Regions from separate parts of the Columba livia genome. Here region 2 is linked to region 1. The links are chromatin contacts, called in public Hi-C maps. All regions are on one chromosome and are shown on one strand. Each heading gives the region's core, a stretch centred on a gene start, on an enhancer-like site or on the middle of the called end of the contact. The rest is flanking DNA. Distances are from core to core; before and after follow the strand shown. Region 1 overlaps EVL (Enah/Vasp-like). Region 2 overlaps EML1 (EMAP like 1).

What was found. A called contact is a pair of places that touch in the nucleus more often than the background predicts.
Region 2: a contact with region 1 is called in a Hi-C map of crop, with 2.9 times the contacts expected there. The contact joins two enhancer-like sites. A contact is called at or near these places in 2 of 2 Hi-C or Micro-C datasets (crop and liver).

Annotation. Positions count from the first base shown.
Region 1 is chr5:13,436,801-13,442,998 of bColLiv1.pat.W.v2, forward strand. All of the region lies in intron 3 of EVL (Enah/Vasp-like), which reads right to left. Among named protein-coding and RNA genes, the nearest start is that of DEGS2, 85 kb to the left of the region's middle. Within about 2 kb of position 2,966, at least 1 of the 3 cell types and tissues checked has an H3K27ac peak away from gene starts, as active enhancers do.
Region 2 is chr5:13,542,592-13,548,630 of bColLiv1.pat.W.v2, forward strand. It overlaps EML1 (EMAP like 1), which reads right to left. Exons shown (of 23, transcript XM_065063516.1): 22 at 2,922-3,052; 23 at 1,084-2,640. The coding sequence ends at 2,515. Among named protein-coding and RNA genes, the nearest start is that of EVL, 11 kb to the left of the region's middle. Within about 2 kb of position 4,235, at least 1 of the 3 cell types and tissues checked has an H3K27ac peak away from gene starts, as active enhancers do.

The sequences.
Region 1 (6,198 bases), core at 1,716-4,215:
GCAGCATATGGCGATTCACTCAGTGGCTGGAATTAAGCAGAAGACTTTCCCCTCAGCTGAGCCTGTTGCCAGAGATGGCTGCAGAGCTGCGCCCACCTCCTCCACTGCACCACCGACCGTCCCCACTCAGTTCCATTGTCCTAAACAATGTGTGTTTTGACCAGGAACATGTTTTTATGGAGATATATAAAGGGTGAGTGTCACGGGGATGGAGCCAGGCTCTTCTCGGTGACAACCAATGGTAGGACAAGGGGTGATAGGTTCAAACTGGAACACAAAAGTTTCCACTTAAATTTGAGAAGAAACTTTTGCTCAGTGAGGGTGACAGAACACTGGAACAGGCTGCCCAGGGGGGTTGTGGAGTCTCCTTGGACGCCTTCCTGTGTAACCTCATCCAGGGGTTCCTGCTCCGGCAGGGGGATTGGACTAGCTGATCTTTTGAGGTCCCTTCCAATCCCTAACATTCTGTGATTCTGCAATGTGAACTATGGCACATAATGAAAGCAGAGTTAAAAAATAAAAATTAAAAACACTCTGAATTTTATTTTGATTACATGTGAAAAATCCTCTCAGTCCAGCAACTTATTTCTGACCTTTATCAATATACTTGTGAATTTCTTCCCAAATTCACTTCTGGTATAAAATAAAAAAATCTGCATGTACAAAGACCATTTGTTTGCAGAGCTCAGGCAGTCAGAGAAGTGATAATCTGATGTGCATTACTCATGTGAACACACACATACAGACGCACACAACACATGTATTCTTCCAAGTTCTCACTAATTGTCCCAGGGAAAACCATGGAGCATCACTAAAAATATGGCTTATGTGAATTAGTTTCCAGTTCCATGATTTACTATCATTAAACCAGAGGTTTAATTATTATTGTAGTTACTAACCAATTATAGCGTAATTAGAAATAATTAATCTGTTAATTAGAAAGTTTAGGAGAGGATCAAAACAAAAATTTGATGAACTAGAGAAGGGTTCTTAGCAGCAATCCTTTACTGTCAGTGAGGATAAGGAGAGAGAATGGGCCCAGAGGTGCCTGGCAGAGAAACCTAAAATACACAACTGAATGACCCACGAGCAGCTGTTTCTCTTCCTTGACCACACAGCCCAGCTCAGAGACAATACCCTGTACTACTGATGCCTGCATTTCTGCTACCGGTAACAGGAGGATCATGGTCACGCAATTATTGCTTGTTTGGAGTGGAATTATTGCTAGAGGAGTGTTATGAATTTTTGTGTAGAGACAAACTGTGGTAAGGTCTGGCTCTTAGCTGGGAATCCAGAAAGTCTGCTAAATAAAATCAGGATGAGTTTCTTGCCAGTTCAGCGACTAATAAACCAAAGCCTAACTTAATCCCTATACATTTGTGTATCTCAAGTTAATCACTGATATAAATCAGCTAGTATCCAACAATTAGCATAGGATACCCATGAGTATTATAAAATAATTAATTTGGGGAGGAGAATAACACCAGAATTAGACATCATCATCATCATTATCAGAATGCACCATTTCTGCAAAATAATTCAAAATGAATAAAATACAGATTCCTTTGTGAGGTCTATTCCAATACTCATTAATATTGTAGAAAGCTGGAGAAGCCTCTTTCTACACAATCTCTTAGAAGTTTCTATAGTTTACTTTTCCAAAAATAGAGAGCATTTGAAGCAGCACAGCACCATCCTATCTGGTTTGGCGATTCAGGTTAGGAGTGCCTATCGGTAGTTATCACAACAAATCTGGAGCTGTGTAACTACCATCACGGCACACTGCCTGGCCATTTTTTTTAAGAATGTGTGCATCCCTTACAGTATTTTGAATAATTTATTTATTTTCAGTATTGTTTCTCCTCTGCTAGTGAGAAAAAGTTCAGAGAATGCTCTTTTTGATATTTGGCTTTAAAAATAGTATGAAGAGTGGAGTGGAATGTCAGTTTATGTGCAGTGGTAACAAGAGCATCATTCTGTGTGGAGTTACAGCACCTCTAACTTATATGGGGTCTGAAAAGGAAAACAAACTGTCATAAAAAAGCAATTCTTGCTCTGACACAAATTATGTTGTTTTAGAGACTACCCCAGGATACCGAATATTGAAGCACTTCAGGAATGACAGAAAATGAACACAAAACCGGAAAAAGTTTTCTAAAAAAATCAAATCTGTTCCAAGGAGCAATTTCTTTTTCAGGGAAAGAAATCAGATGCCCAGTCAATAAGTAAATGTCCCATATTCTATTACTGTCGAGCAAAGCAAAATGCATGGAGATTTGACATGGCAAAGTATGCCACTGGAAAAGGTAAAGCGAAAAAACCTGTTCTCATCACAAAAAGCCGTTTGCTCCTCAGATTCTCAAAGAGCTGTGGACTCCAAGCACAGACTATGGGCTTACGCAGGAGGTAAGCTGACAGACTGGGGTGTAAACCCAGCCCTTTGCTCACCGTCTGCACAGAGCTGAGGGGCAGAGCTGGGGCAGAGCCACCACCACTCATCCTGAGGGTGCTGGTGTGGGCTGGTGGCAGCTACCCCTTGTCCTGACATGTCCCCAGGGAGAGGAGAGGCAGCAGAGTGACAGGGAGCTGCCTCTGAGTCATGGCATCTCCTGGGGCAAGGCAGCTTTCTCATTTCTGTGGCTCCAGGCTCAGCTCCACTCACAGCCGTGACTTGACACAGGACATGGTGTGTATACAGTCCAGACTAGGCTCCTCAGAAAGGAGCCCTTGCCAGACGAAGATGTGTATTGAGCAAGGAAACATCCTACAAATGGTCTCCAAATGAATAATGGCCTAAATCTGGCCTCCACTCCTTGCACATAAATTACTGGACTTCTTAAGTTCTGATAACTACTTTTTTTTCTAAGCTAATAGGCTGTAACTGTAGCCTACTCAAAAAGCCACATTGCATCTCCTACCACTGAGCTCCAGGAACTTTGCCAGTTTGCAGCAGTTTCAGAAAAACAAGAGTTTGAGGGCAATGGTGCAAGTGAATCTCACCAGCACAAGTCTTTGCTCTCAATATGCACAAGTCCCTCTTAAATCTCTCAACAATTTTCTCCCCAGACAGTTTCCTTCCTGAAGTGGTTTTTCATTTAGCGCAGAAGAATTCAGTGCAGCAAAAACATCGGCAAGAGACTCAAGAGCCGTTAGATTTGTTATGCTCTTCAAAGAACAGAGGCACCTTTTGTTGTTCTAGACGCGCGACAGCAGCTCTGGCGTTGCTGCTGCTCTAAGCGGGGATATAATAGAGTCCTGCAGAAAAGTGGCTAAGACGCATACAAGCAACATGTCATGGGGTTTTATTAGCATAACACTGGGAAAGCACTTCACTGCCCTGGAAAACTTTCTGCCATGGATCCCTACCATCTGGGGGGTTGAAAAAGTGAATGAAAAAAACCCCAATGCCTACTTCTATAGAGCAGAATAATTAAATAATGTTTGATACTTCCTGACATATGAATAATAGCAATGATATTTACAGTTCTAACACTGAAAGTTGTCTGTAATCCCAGTTTATCCATTCATGAGTGAAGCAGTTCACCTCCTGTGCTCCACACTCAGCTGGAGCCAAGCTAATATGGAAGATTAACCAGTTTTACTCTTGGCTTCTTCTGGCTGGGCCAACTTCCTCCAGTTCAGGTTTTAAACATGTTTTTCTTAATGTGAACTCAACTTATTAAGTGTACCCAGGGTCTTAGAAATGTCATATATCCACCACAGGAACCCAGGTTAACCTGAGAAGAGGGCACTTGAGCAGTTTTGCAGGCAGGGGAATTTGCCCATAATTCCAGGAGAAGTGTTGGTGGTTTTGGAAACATGGGCAGTGGGCTTGTGTATGGACTGTTATCCCCATTAGTACAGTAAGGAGAAGCCTTGGAAGCAAGACACAACAAGTGCTAATATGGCCCAAGCTGACGTTTATCAGCTGTGGTCACAAGTGACTCCTGCCCTCAAGGATGGGGCAGAGATGGGAACCACTGACCGCGCGGTGAGACACTGCCTGGGGAGTGCCCTTCACTGGTTGCTCAAGAAAATAAATTCACACCTTGTTTGCTGAGTAACAGCTCATCTCTGTCCAGTTCCCAAAGGAAGGAATTTATTACTGTTGTAAGCAACATACTAAAAGGTTATTTGTAAGCCAGGTGGATTTTTCTGTAGCAGTCCAAGTGATAAAGCAATGCAGCAGATGAAAGGAAAAAGTTCATTATCTTATTTGAATTTTCTCTTCCTCTTCATTGACTTACAAAGCACAGCAAGTTAGATCAGAAACTGCCCTATCTGCAGCGTATTTTTGAGTGGCTAAAGTTTATATCGAAACTGGAGCAGGCATGAGGCTGAAAAACCTGTGAAATTTATTTCTCTAAACCTTTCATTGGTGCTTTTGGAAGATGTCACTTGGGAAAGACTTATTCCCCTGGGAAAGCTTTTTAGAGCTGAAAAAGCTTTTTGTATTTTTAACATGCACCACATTAACTGTTGCCTGTGGCTTGCTATTTTGGCTAGCACTAGGTGTCGGAACACATGGATCGTATTTACACTAGTAAGTTTAAAAGTTTGCTATTTACAAGTTCTCCATGCCCACATTATAAATAGGAAAAACTTCTGGAATGATTTGGCTAAAAGACCTGCAGCATAATGGCACACTCGGTGTCCTGCAATGTCTATACCATATGAAGTTACAGGGTTATGAGTCTTTAAATGTTATTAGCACACTTAAAGTACAATGCACACAGAATATATCATTTTAATGGTTTATAATCTGCACTGACACACCTGATAGTGTGGGAAACCAGTCTGCTGTGCAGTGTATGAAGTGCCTTACATGGGGCACAGATCTCTTTACACCAGCATGGTTTTGGAACCAGCTGTCTGCAAGTGGGCATTGTGTTCTGCGGTGGGTCCTCTCCATTATTGATGTGTTATTTTATGTATTATGCAGTACTGTAATGAAGATGCAGTCTTTTGTTTTCCCACACTATGTCCTCTCTGGCGCTGGGAACTCTTGAGGCAATATTATCAAATAAAACAGTCACTGCATTGTAGAAGATGAATGCAGCTGACTGACTTTCCCAACAGCTACACTTCAGTGCCACTGAAATATCAAGAGAGATGCAAGACTAGTTGGAGATATTCCAATGAAAAAATTAACTGAATATATCATTACAAAATTCTAATAAAAAAATAATTAGTGTGGAGTTGCATCTGAAATCCAGTGCATCATAATCTTCACACACATCCTGCACTGATGGAAACCTTACAAGTATGTCAGGCATTTAACTACGAGAGAAAAATTATGCTATATACTGTCAGTTTATCTGCTGTTAGATGAATCAATGTTTTATTCTTCTATTTCTCCCCTTATTTTGGAGGGATCAAAGTGCTTTTCAAGGAAGCTTCCTCCCGGCAACACAGAAATGCAGTTGCTTCTGGACTAGGATAAGAGCAGAATGACTGAAAAATGGGAAAAAATCTCAAACTCCAAAGAAGTTCACCAAATACAACTTGTAGGAAATAGGGCTGGAGAAATACATGCCAAATAATCCACCATGGTGAAAAAGCAAAGCCAGTAGATCTGCTAATCAGAAGAAGAGGAGTGAGGAGTAATCCTTCTGATTGGCAAAACATCCTCCCTGCAGAGTTAAAGCTGGGTCTGTGAAGTTCCGTGTCGGAAGGCACGGGGCTGAACTCTGCACTCCCTGTGACCCGCACATCTGTATCATGTGGTCTGTAAGCCACTTATACTCCAAACAAGAAAATGGCTTTCTTACAAGCAAAAAGAAAAAAAAAAAGCAGTATTCATTGTCTTCAAACCTCTCCCCTACTATTGCACACTTTCTTCCAACTTCTCCCTTCTTAGTCAGATGAGGCAGCTGACCTCCTTACCTGTGACTAACTCTTCAGCATAGCCTTCTGGCATAAGGTTTTCCAGCACGTGCTGTTTTCTTGCATTTTAAGTCAACAATAACTATCCAAGTCCCCAGGGCAAAGACATCAAAAGAAAAGCAAAAGTCCACAATATGTTATATTCGCTATGTCGTAGGCAGCATTTACCAGCACACTGCATGCATCAGATTCTCAGCTCTTCTCCAAGATGTAACAAGTCTAAACCATGGAAGCCACAAAGCAAAGCCACTACCTCCTTCTGCAGAATGTTCTGATGGAAACATGCAGGGGCTGTCAGGGATGAGCAGGGAA
Region 2 (6,039 bases), core at 2,985-5,484, 110 kb after region 1:
TACATTATTACATCCCAAGAGTAGGGAGAAGGATGAAAAGGAAATAAGCCAACCTAATTTGCAGCTCTGTTTGCCTGTTGCAAGTAATGACAAATCACCTGCAATTCTGAAAGCAGAAAACCCTGAAAGCATTCCCATCTGCAAAAGTACAACAAATTAATAAACAGAAGGTATCATGGTATAATCAACCAAGAATCCAGACAAGCTGAGAACCTGTCACTTGGGTTATTACAACCTCTTAGGATTGGATTAACCCTAGAAAGGGTGGGGATATTCTGCCTTAGTTTTATGGGCTTCAAGCAGAGGCAGATCGACATCACCATCAAAAGAAGTTGTTCCACTTGCTCCTCCGCCCATCTATTTTCTTTTCCACATGGCTCCTTCCTCTGCATAAGCTCAGTGCAAGCATTCATACAGCTGCACAGCTAAATCAGAGAAGGGAACTGAGGAAAAGGTGTTTCTGTTTTGTAGCAGTTGTTGTTTGCTTGGCCTTTTTATCTTTACCCCCTCCCAAATTGATTTTTACTTAGGTCCATCTCCTGGCTGGGTTCTCCCTGTGGCCACAACAACAGTCGTGCTGCTGCATGGGATGGGGATAAGCAGCTGGGGGCAAGAGCTCTTCTTTCAGCAACAGTGCCAGGTAACATCAGGTTAAAGTCACCCTGAAACCCTGGGTGTCCAAAGTCTTGCCTGAGGACAAGTTCCTCACACAGAGGAACTGTCCGGAGCCCTTGCCATGTGCAGCGGAATGATGCTCCTCCACCAGCCAGGTGCTCAGGGACAAGCGATGTGCACCAGGAGGCAGAACCGAGTCAGGTTGCAGGTGAAATCATGTGGCACGTCCTTGTTCCCTGCCGTGAAGCTGGAGTTTCACCCTCCCCGTGTGCATTAGGGATCATGTCCCCAGAGCCATGCTCATGCATGGAATTATGTACCCCGAAATTTAGATTTTATTCCCAAAGATTTGCAAATGCAGCTCTGAGAAGTCTCAAATGTATGTCGTTAAGTAAAAGCCTGTCTCTTCTAGCAAGTGATTCACAATGAAACAAAGATATTTTACTAAAGAGGAAGAATACATTGAAATTCACTTTCATACATGTTTATTGGTGTCCTGCACTTTCAGTGTAGGAGGTTGGAGATGTAATAAAAAAGTTTCAAAATTTATTGATTCCATTGCATTTAAATCACTCTAAACAACCAGTGCTTTAGAGTTCAGAGAATTAACTTTTACTGTCCATTACAAGCAAAATTTTAATATTACCTTTTTCAAGTCCGTTTAGAACTCCTCTTTTAAAATTCTTCGGATACATTCCTCAGAGTAAACAATACATTTCAATCTGTGTCACAATCAACATTGATAAGGCCTTCTTAACCATTTTATGCCACCTCCACTATTACTTCATTGCAAAACACAATCTTATTTGATACTATAAATATCCATCCATGCACAAAACACAGGGGCCAGAAGTTACACATTAATGTCTCATGTAGGCTTCTGAGACTTCCTTTACCCTCTGCAGGTTCATGGTACACTTAAAAAGATATCTTTAGACTTGGTCTACTTGGTCTTAAAATACAAATATACAATATCCATAAGCATAAAAAAGTAAAGCTAGATTGCCTTACCATTTGTTATGAACTGCTAAAATCTTATACATGTACAATATAGCATCATGCTGATTAATATACATATTAGTTAAATATATCAACCAATAATGGGGATGTGGCCAAGCTTTTTTGTTCTGTTTTCAAAAAGGAATTGTTCATATACAAGTAAAAAGATTTTTAATTTAAACTCATATGGAAAACCTGAACCACATAGACATCTGTAAACCCTGCTGAGATATTCAGGTCAAACTGGGGCATAACCTGCTGCTTCACTTGAAAGGGAACACAACTCCTCCCGGGTCATACCCAAGGTGTGCGATTCCCAAGAGAATGCAAATTTACCAGCATTCACATTTTCAGGCCTAGAACACAAATTTTTGCATCTTACATCTCGGTTTAACTTTTTGTATCTATTCATCGCCCTCCATCAGAAACAAATCGGTACCTCGATGTTGTCGTAGATTTTTCTGAATAAGTAGATATACAGTACAAAGTGTAGATAGTGAAACAAATAAGCACATATATACAGTCTTTGAAAGGCATTTTTGTGACCATTTCAGCAGTGTTTATAGGAAACATTTAAGGGAGTCACATTCTGCTGATACCACTGTATTGCAAACTGTCAAGCCACGTTTCTTATATTAAACTTGTACTGCATTGTATATTGTATGACAGAAGAGAAAATCATCATTCTTAAGGTGTGACACAATGAAAAAAAAAATCACTAGACTGAGTAAGGTAACCAGCACAGGGCTTAATTTTCCTGAGGTTTGTAAGAATTTTTTAAACAAAAATCACAGTGACCAGGCTAAACTGCAAACATACTGTTAAATTTTAAATATACAGTTTATACATAAGTTCTGTGCATGGTCGACTCAACTGTGCATGTTCACACTGATGTTTCCTCTAAATGACTCGCCACTGCATAATACTTGTATCTTTTCCGCCTGTGGAGATGAGATGGGTGTCTTCACAGAGAAAATCTACATTAGTTACATGACTACTATGTCCACCGTACACATGGCTTGGAGCCTAGAAAACACCACATTAGTAAGAATATAAGTTGTCATAAAAACATATTGGTATAACATAACAATTCATACAACAATGAAACAAAGACATCACATTATTCTCAAAGTATTTTAATATTAAATTAAATCTTAAATTTAATTGTACACTCAATCAACCTTAAGTAAATCCTTTAGCCATATACTACCATTCTTTTATTTTTCTTTTATTTTTTTTTTAATAGGAAAACAATATTTAATGCATTTGTGCAAGTTAAGAGAGTAAATGTTTAGGAAATGCCTTACCCTAAACTGTGAACATGGATATGAGAAGAGATGTACTTTGCCAAAATCATCCCCTGTTGATAGCAGTTTTCTCCCATGTGATCGACAGACAGCATTGATATCTGTCCCATCTGAACCTTCAGGCCATACACCTGAAACACAGAGGGACTAATTACAGTTTTTTATAAAGGAAATAAAAGCGACAGCTTAAGGTTTTGTTAAAATATCAACAAAGGATTACTTGTTTAAAAAAAAAAAAAAGATAAAACCATAAAAATAACTGCAGCTGAGTCAGTATGAATACTTCCGTACCAGCAAAAGACCAGATCCTAATAGGAAATGAGGCACATAAACAAATATTTTATTTCTTCTAGTCAGCAAAGTGCTTTTTACTCTGAAGAGTTCTGCTGAATTACAGTAATGTGTTTGAGCCTAAAAGAATTTTTATGTGCTAATGTAGAAAAAGAGCAGTTTCTGCTTTTGTTTTTTCCCTTCTGCTTATCCCTGTATGAGCTAACATACTTTTGTCATATGACTGTAGTCTAAAAGACTACCTATGTATGACTCAACATATTTCTTCATGTTACTGAAGTGTAAAACCTATGACACAATAAATACATTTTAAAGTGTTATTCAGTAATTAATAGATCCCTAGAAAAGAAACTGAACCTATTATACATTTTAAAAATGCTTTTGTTTTACTGTAAGTAATTCTCCTTCCTCACATAGTCTACTCCTTGCTGTTCTTGCACAAACTTGTGTTCTAAAATTAAACTGTAGGCTAATCAAAACAACAACCAAATCGATGTACCACATCTTTAAACCTTCTGAACATTTGCCTGTAATAAACTGTAATTGTAATAAAATCCAAACAGTTACTGATTAGGTTTTTTTTTTTGGTATGCAGTGCTGGGCGTTTTTTATGATTTTCATAATTCGGATTTTATTTAATCTCTACTCAGTATAAACAATACTGAACCTTGAGAGACCACTGACATAATCAGTTATAGAATCATAGACTGGTTTGGGTTAGAAGCACCTTAAAGATCATTAAGTTCCAGCCCCCCTATCCCCTGCCCTTGGCAGGGACACCTTCCACTAGACCACGTTGCTCAAAGCCCCATCCAGCCTGGCCTTGAACATTTCCAGAGATGGGACACCCACAGCTTCTCTGGGCAGCCTGTTCCAGTGCCTCACCATCCTCATGGGGAAGAATTTCTTCTTTATATCTAATCTCAATCTACCTCTTTCAGTTTTCAATCTTCATCCCTTGTACTATCACTACATGCCCTTGTAAAAAGTCCCTCCCCAGCCTTCCTGTAACCCCCCTTTAGGTACTGGAAAGCTGCTATAAGGTGTCCCCAGAGACTTCTCCAGGCTGAAAAACCCCCACTCTCTTAGCCTGTGTTCACAGGAAAAATGTTCCAGCCCCCTGACCATGTTCATGGTCCTTCTCTGGAACCACTCCAACAGGTCCATGTCCGTCTTATGTTGCAAGCCCCAGAGCTGGACACAGCACTCCAGGTGGGGTCTCATGAGAGCAGAGCAGAGGGGCAGAATCACCTCCTTTGACCTGCTGGTCATGCTGCTTTTGATGCAGCCCAGGACACAGTTGGCTTTCTGGGCTGCAAGTACATGTTGCTGGGTCACGCTGCGCTTCTCATCAACCAACATTCCCAAGTCGTCCTCCTCAGGGCTGCTCTTGATCCATTCTCCACCCAGCATGTATTTGTGCTCAGGATTGCACCAATCCACGTGCAGGACCTTGCACTTGGTCTTGCTGTACGATATGATAGCTCATTTCCTTTTTCTTATTTGAAAATCAAAGCCATGCTTTTTTCTCCTCCTGTTCTCTGAAATTCATTCATTACATCTCTTCTCATAGAACAATATTTAGACGGATAATTTTTCTTGCTGGTCAGCACATTATCTGTTGGTCCAACATGCAAAAGCCAGAAGCAGCTATTCCAGCTGTGACTGAAGCAGATACTGATAAATGGATGATTACTTCACATTTTGCAAGGCATCCTTTTCATTATACATCCCACTGATGCATCTGTCTTTTCTAAAACCACATAATGCTGTTGACTCACATTCAGTTTGCATGCAAGAGTCATCTGACCTTTCTGTACAAATGTACTCTCTTGCCTGCTCTCCTCCATTCTGGATTTATACAACTGGGTTCTGCTGTTTAGGTGTGGAACCTCCTATTCATCTCTATTTAATTGCCTCCTTTTTCATACCATTCCTCTGTTTCTCAATACAATTTGCTAATCCTGTAGCTTCGTGTCACCTACAAATTATACACAGTGTTCTGTCATCCATGTTATTAATAAATGTATTCAAACAAACATCATATTCAGTGTACAGCCTTCTAGTCAGTTTTGAACTCAACCAGTGTTGGCTCTGCTTCACTTGCAGCGTTGTCAAGCTTTGCACAGCATCTTACATTTCTTCTTCTCCCATCCTTCACCACAAATACTACTTTTTCCAAAACTGGGCATGTGATAGGCACTGGTGCCTTGGTTGTGTATCCAGCAGCACATGGCTCTTGCAAGAGCATACAGACAATCAAGCATTTTATGGTCTTTAGTCCTTCACACCTCCATGTGTTTGTATCACTAAAATGTCCCCCACTGGACACACTTCTTTACATGCTGTTGACTTGCAGTTGAATCATCTCTAAACATTTCCAGGCTGAGTAATCTGTTCTCATGCCTGAAGACAGGTGTTCAACAAACCAATGTACATTTTCCCCCCTGCACCGGTTGTGTTGCTCTGCAAGCGCTACTTGTGATTTTTACGTGGTTCTACTAGAGTGAGAAAATATCCCTCATTTCAGTCAGCCAGTAGCTACTGAAAAATCAATATACAAGACGCCTCACATCCTTGATGATGTGAATGCTTCTTCCATGTCCAGTGGAGCAATCCTGGCAAGCATTTAAAGATTGTTCATACTGGCTGCTCTGAGGCCCCAAAGTACTGAATAGCAGAGTGTCTTCCAACATTACCAGACTGGTTTCAAATTTATAATTTATGAGCTTCTTCAATTTATTATTTTAGCCACTGACTTTGCGCTTTATCCTCTCCATAAGGGCTCTGAGGGCAAATACACAATTCCACAGATATTGCATTAATT